2 separate regions of the Capra hircus genome follow, and region 2 is linked to region 1. Evidence: chromatin contacts called from public Hi-C data. All regions are on one chromosome and are shown on one strand. Each heading gives the region's core, a stretch centred on a gene start, on an enhancer-like site or on the middle of the called end of the contact. The rest is flanking DNA. Distances are from core to core; before and after follow the strand shown.

What was found. Hi-C and Micro-C count contacts between places; a contact is called where the count stands out from the background.
Region 2: a Hi-C map of liver shows a contact between it and region 1, with 4 times the contacts expected there. The contact joins the promoter of ARHGAP26 here to the enhancer-like site in region 1. A contact is called at or near these places in 3 of 5 Hi-C or Micro-C datasets (blood and liver).

Annotation. Positions count from the first base shown.
Region 1 is chr7:56,586,013-56,588,793 of ARS1.2, forward strand. It overlaps ARHGAP26 (rho GTPase-activating protein 26), which reads right to left. Exons shown (of 22, transcript XM_018050208.1): 2 at 1,545-1,640. Among named protein-coding and RNA genes, the nearest start is that of ARHGAP26, 130 kb to the right of the region's middle. Within about 2 kb of position 1,354, at least 1 of the 5 cell types and tissues checked has an H3K27ac peak or open chromatin away from gene starts, as enhancers often do.
Region 2 is chr7:56,712,246-56,715,253 of ARS1.2, forward strand. ARHGAP26 (rho GTPase-activating protein 26) reads right to left here and starts at 1,340. Exons shown (of 22, transcript XM_018050208.1): 1 at 1,187-1,340. The coding sequence starts at 1,340.

The sequences.
Region 1 (2,781 bases), core at 104-2,603:
AGCTATTATGTTATGGACTAAAATCCCTTGGCATGTGCAAAAGCCTAAAGACAACTCTTCCCAAGGCTCCCCTTGTCTTTTCATCACTAACCATTAAGGATGACCCCAAAATGCAGGATAATCCACTGGGAACTCAAGCTGGGGAAGGGTTTCCTTCAAGGAAAAGGCCTGCCTGTTCCTGAGAGTACCCAGGACTGATGGGATGCTGGCTAGCTCCCAGGCTGGATGGTATAGAGTTCTTCTCAGGAGTTCAAGGATTTCCTGCCCAGGAATTCAACCTCTGCAACCTTTGTTGTGGGGCTGCGTCAGAACCCAACCTTTTCTTTGCACCAGAGTTAAACAAACAACGCCGCTGGCATTGGAAGCCACCTCTCTGCCTTGGGTTCCTCCTCTCTGAATCCTCAAGCCCCTAATTATTGCAACACAGTTGGCAGCACAGCAATCAGGCGTAGACAGTCTCTTTCACTGAAATTATTCCAAACACAACAAGCATTGCATACAATAGCCCTAAGGATATTGGAGACATTCATGTATTGTTGGGAAAAGCATTCACATATTCAGGCATTACAACAATGATATGTTTTCACTACTCTCAGCTGTCTCCCAATTCCCTCTGCTCACCCCCAGATTCTGATGCTCTGTAAGCCAACAGGGACTCCATAAGCATTTGGTGACTTAATTAATTTAATGTAACTCGCTCAACTCCTGCTCACTTAATGGAGTCAACCAATACACCCAATGGAAGAATAAGGTGTAGAGACTAGGATCTGGCAAAGACAGGTGTCTTGACATTGCAAATCCTCTGTGCTCAGTGCTGCCCACAGAAGATGGACAGGAGACGGTGAAGAGAGACACAATGCAGTGAGGGAATAAGTGGGAACCTCCGCTCTCAGTCTATTTGCTAAAGAAAATGCAAGGGGCAGGTGTGTGTGGGGGGTGGGGGCCAGTGAATGATGCAGACACCCAGCTTCTCTCCACATCCAAAAGCGAGGACAACTACATAGCCCCAGCCAACTGCTGCCAGGGCAGAACAAGAGGTCGGCTTCTCAGGCTCCCCAATTTTTAGAGAAGCTGAAAAACTGGAACTTGACACAAACTCAATTTATATGGTAATTCAGTTTTAAAAAATGAGTGTCCAAGAAAACATGTCTGCATTAGGACCTCTGATCTAGCTCTTCTCCCATCTCCCCATGTTCTGCTTTTGTTCTAATCCTAAGGCACCACGCTTGGAATTAGGGGAAGAACATCATGAAGCCAGCCAGAAGCAGCATGCTAGTGGAGGGTGGAGACAGGAGCCCCACCGCCTACCTTCCCGTGCTCTCCTAAGGCCAGAGGCGGAGAGGCGGCCCCAGGACTCCGAGGAGAAGCCCAGGAGAGCCCGAGGGCCCCCGATGCTCACTCCACCCTGCTGGCTCTGCTCTCAATACCGACTTCTTAATGTGTGACACTTACATGCTCGCTGTTCCGGGGAGAGGCCCGGTGAGGACGATGAAAGTGTGGTGGACAGCGCACTTTTCACCTCCTTACACGTGGCTGCGACTTACCTATACACATTTCATCGTCTGTTTCTGCGTCTCCTATGCACTGAAATTTAAATTCATTTAAGGAGTCTGCAAACTTCCGCTTCGCTGAAGACAAATCTAGCAACAACAACAAAAAAGAGAGTAAAAAATGTGAATTATTGAAATAAATCTGCTTTCATATTTACTGCACTTTTTAGTCCTTGTACTACAAAAAGCAGCGAGATCTGTTCCTGAGCCCATCTCAGAGCACAAAATAATGTCGATTCAAAACAGTAAATAACTGTTTATAACATGAAATAGCTGATTTGCTTCACAAGTCAGTACTTTTGCTACATTTGCTTTGACAAGTCTGGCACTCTCTCTCTTAATTCCTCAAGCTACACCGCAGGTCCTGCCATCTCCACTTGATACGGGTGGGAATCCACTTGCCTAAGAATGTCAGGGTCAGAGCCCACATTAGGATCTGCTCAGCCCTGCTCTGTCATTGACCCTCTGCATGGTCAGTGAAGCTGCCCTCATGTCAGACTCAACAATACGCACCTCAATCTAACACACAAGACAAACAGGCCTTAGGTGGGAGCTGGCAGAAAGAGCTTGGAACTGCACGGGAGCACCCGAACCCCCTCTTCTGACTCAAGGACACACAAGGCCTGAGTTCTCAGAACCCTCTGGGCTCCCCTCAGAGGAGAGCAGCCGCCAGCCTGACAAAGCTCTGCCTGAACCAGATAGTTTCCTGGGTGACCTCGTTCCACCACTGTCACAAGAACAAAGCCCTGGCAATGTTCTGAGCTGGGGTAAAAAACGCACCCCACACATGGTAGTAATAAAGAAAGCTCTCAGAGGCCCTTGTCAAATTTTAAAAACAAGCTTTCATTTAAGGCAGTAATAAAAACCAATGACCCTTCCGGAACCCTCAGCTTCTGTTAAGGGTATAAACCACCGAGGAACCTTTAAGTGGCCTGACGGACAAGGCTGCTAGGCACAAATGTGCTTAACTTAATTCCATGTGCAGCCTTGCTGCAGATTAGGCTAATCATTCAAATTACCCTCGGACATGTTTCCCTCGTTGAAGGGGAAATGGCATTATGTTCAAATTCCCAGAGGAGGGAAATATGAGGCATAACTGGCAGCGAGGTCTGGCTTTCATAAGGTACTAGGGGGAGTCAGGGGTGAGGGAGGGTTCTAGCTTCACAGATCAACAGAGCCTTCTGGAATAAAAGCATCCATGACCCTCAGCACTTCTTTTTTAGTTCCTAAA
Region 2 (3,008 bases), core at 90-2,589, 130 kb after region 1:
TAGTTGAAAGATATCACCTATTAAGAAATGTAGCAAAGAGAAAGGAAAAATCAAGTGAAAGACAATTCCACTATCTGCCTTTATGTTATTTCTGACTCTTAAAAATAAAAGATGGACCAAATTATTCTTAAATGGGTAGACAGGAAAGGCACCCAAAAAAAGGAGCTCAGCAATCCAAGGCATCCATCCCTAGAGCACTCGTTTGGCCAGAAGGAGACACTCTCTGGCTCTGCAAATGACAAGGGAAATCATACACAGAATGTAAATTTCATTTCTCCCCTGCCAAAGGGAAATTTGCAAAAATGGTTTTGCAAAAGGTTCGAAAATCTCTAAGGATAAGTTTAAACTTCTTTCTGAGCGAAGATCGAGGACATTCCTTCCCAAACCTTTGAGTCTTCAAGGATATTGGGAGAGGTAAAAAAGGAGAGTGAGGGAGCGAGAGAGGGAGAGGATATGTTCGTTCTATTTTTAAACCCTCGCCCACAGTTTAGAGTAAAGGAACACTCTGATTCTGTACTCCCACCCCTATCACCTTCTGCTAAACACAAGAATCAGAACCTGCACACGTACGTGGCCCTGATTCTAGATCTGGTGGGTTAAAAGCTGCCACTATTCCAAAGAATCGCGAGCTGACCAACCACCCTACCCAGCCCTTTTCTGGGAAGGGAAGGAGATCTCTCGGAGACCCCGGCGGCCCTGAGCAGGAGGGAGTGAAGCAGGCACAACCCGCCTTTTCCTGAGGGGAGGCAGCGCCCCCTTGGCGGGGCACGCTCCATTCCCACGGCTGGGCACTCAGGGGTGAGCAACTCTCCCCCAAGGAAGCCGGAGCCGTGGACGCGAAGGGGTTTCCCAATATGCTACGGTGCTCCAGGCACTCCAGTCCCACTCCTGAGACACCTGTGAGACGCGCACACCCACCCGCGGCGCCCCAGAGCGCTACTCGCGCTTGGTCACCTCCCAGTCCCCCCGGAACGCAAACGGCCGGGTGCCGGGTCTCTGCCTTCACTGTCTTGTTGCTAGCTCGCCCATTTTACGTATCCTTTCCGCTTCGCGACAAAGGTCTACGCCCGTCCCTCAGCGCCCGGGGGCAGAAATCCAGCCGGGCGCGGGACCCCTAGGTCTGAGCGCCGCCCGACGGCCCCTCCCGCCCCGGGGCACCGTCCGCGCCAGGCTCCCGGGCACTCACTCTTGAGCGCGCTGATGAGTGACTTCCCGTCCTTGATGAGCTCCTTGATGAATTTGTTGGTCTTGTCCAGCTCCGCTTCGTGCGACTTCAGCGTCTCTCGGAAGTGAGGGCTGTCGAGGCAGCAGTCACTGAATTCGAGCGCGGGCAGCCCCATGGTGTCCGCGGCGCCCAGCCGGGGGGCGCGCCTCCCCCGGGGCTCCGGCGGCCCGCAGCCCGGAGCACGCACGCGGAGAGACCCTGGCCGGCACCCCCGACGGCCGCCGGCTCCACAGGTGTGGCGCCGGCTCGGTCTCAGCGCGGGGTCCGCGGGCGCGCACGACTCCTGAACAGAGCCTGGAGGCGAACGAAGAGCGTCTGCTCCAACGGCGTGTAACCGAGAAGGCGCGGAGCAGGAAGAGCAGCTGAGGACCCGCAGCGGCGACGGGAAGGGAACGAGCAGTCGAGCGAGTGCAGCAGCCGCCTGCCCGCCTCCTTCGCCAGTTCGCTCTCCTGCAGCTTCGAGCGCCCTCTCACAGCAGCCTCGGCCGCCCAGCCGGCGTCCGAGCCGGACGAACCTGCTAGCAATGACCTAATCCCAGCCAAGCCAATCAGAACCCCGTCTCAGCCCTACCCACGGGCCTTCCGAGGATGCCCGGCCCTTCCGCGACCATAACCCAATCAACGGGGTCCAGAGGCGGGGTCTAGGTCGGGGGCGTGGCCCACGCCACCGCCTAGGTCCGCAGCACAAGCTCCGCCCCCTCCCGTCTGCTCAGGGTTGCACTGTCGGAGCCGGGAAGGAACGAAGATTGCTGCCGCATGGGCCAGCGCAGCGGCCGGGATCCGAGCCGGAGACGGTGCGTCTGCATATCTGGGGAGCGGAGGAGCCTAGATGTGCTGAACATGAAAAATCTAGGAATTTAGGGCTGCAGTTCCCCTAAGGCAGAGGCAATCGTGCTTACACTCAAAATGCATTCCCCAGTCGGACACAACTGAAGCGACTTAGCACTCGCGCACGTCCCACGAGAACCCCGAGCGTACCAAGCGACCACGTCGCCCCTAGACACAAGCTCCTTCTTCCACTCAAGCAAAACATACTTACATCTTAAAATTACCAGCTCTTCTGGCCTGCAGTCTTCCCGCCCCCTACAGTCCGGCCCCCTCAAGGCCACTCCTGCTCAAAACCCGCCCACGGCTGCCCCCAACCGAAAGATCTAACATCCTTTCAAGAATTTCAGCCGCCTGTTTTCCTGCTGGGCACCTCACACAATTTTACATAATTACGTCCACTGCCTGTAGTCCTTTGCAATAAATACTGTGAGCTTCAAGACTACGAAATGAGCCACCGCCGCTTTCTTGCGCGCCGCGGCATCCCTAACGCCTAGAACAGTGGCTGGCATCTAGTAACAGATATTGAGCGCTTCCCTTGTGCTATATGTGCAACGGCGATTGATAAGGATTTGTGGAATAAATTAATGGATCCGTTCCCGTGTCTTTCTCCACTTTCCACTTTCCTGTAATGTGTTGCCCTATTGCCCTTGGGTTCCACCACAGTAATCAATCCAGGCAGCTCACTAACTGCACCTGTCAGTCTGGATCCCACAGTGTCCAGTGCTGAACTATGAAGTGCTAGAGGAAAGGGACTGTCTTTGAATAAATTATTCGTATGTCTAGGAAGGAGGAGCCCTCCAGTTAGGTGGTTTTGTGTGTGTGTGTGTGGCTTCTTTTTTGTTTGTTTGGTTGTCTTTGTTTTTGTTTTTACATAGGTCTGCTATGTGCAGGCACTAGACTAGATACTAGAGATGCAAAGATGAATAACACAGAATGAACCTGTCTGCTACTGGTT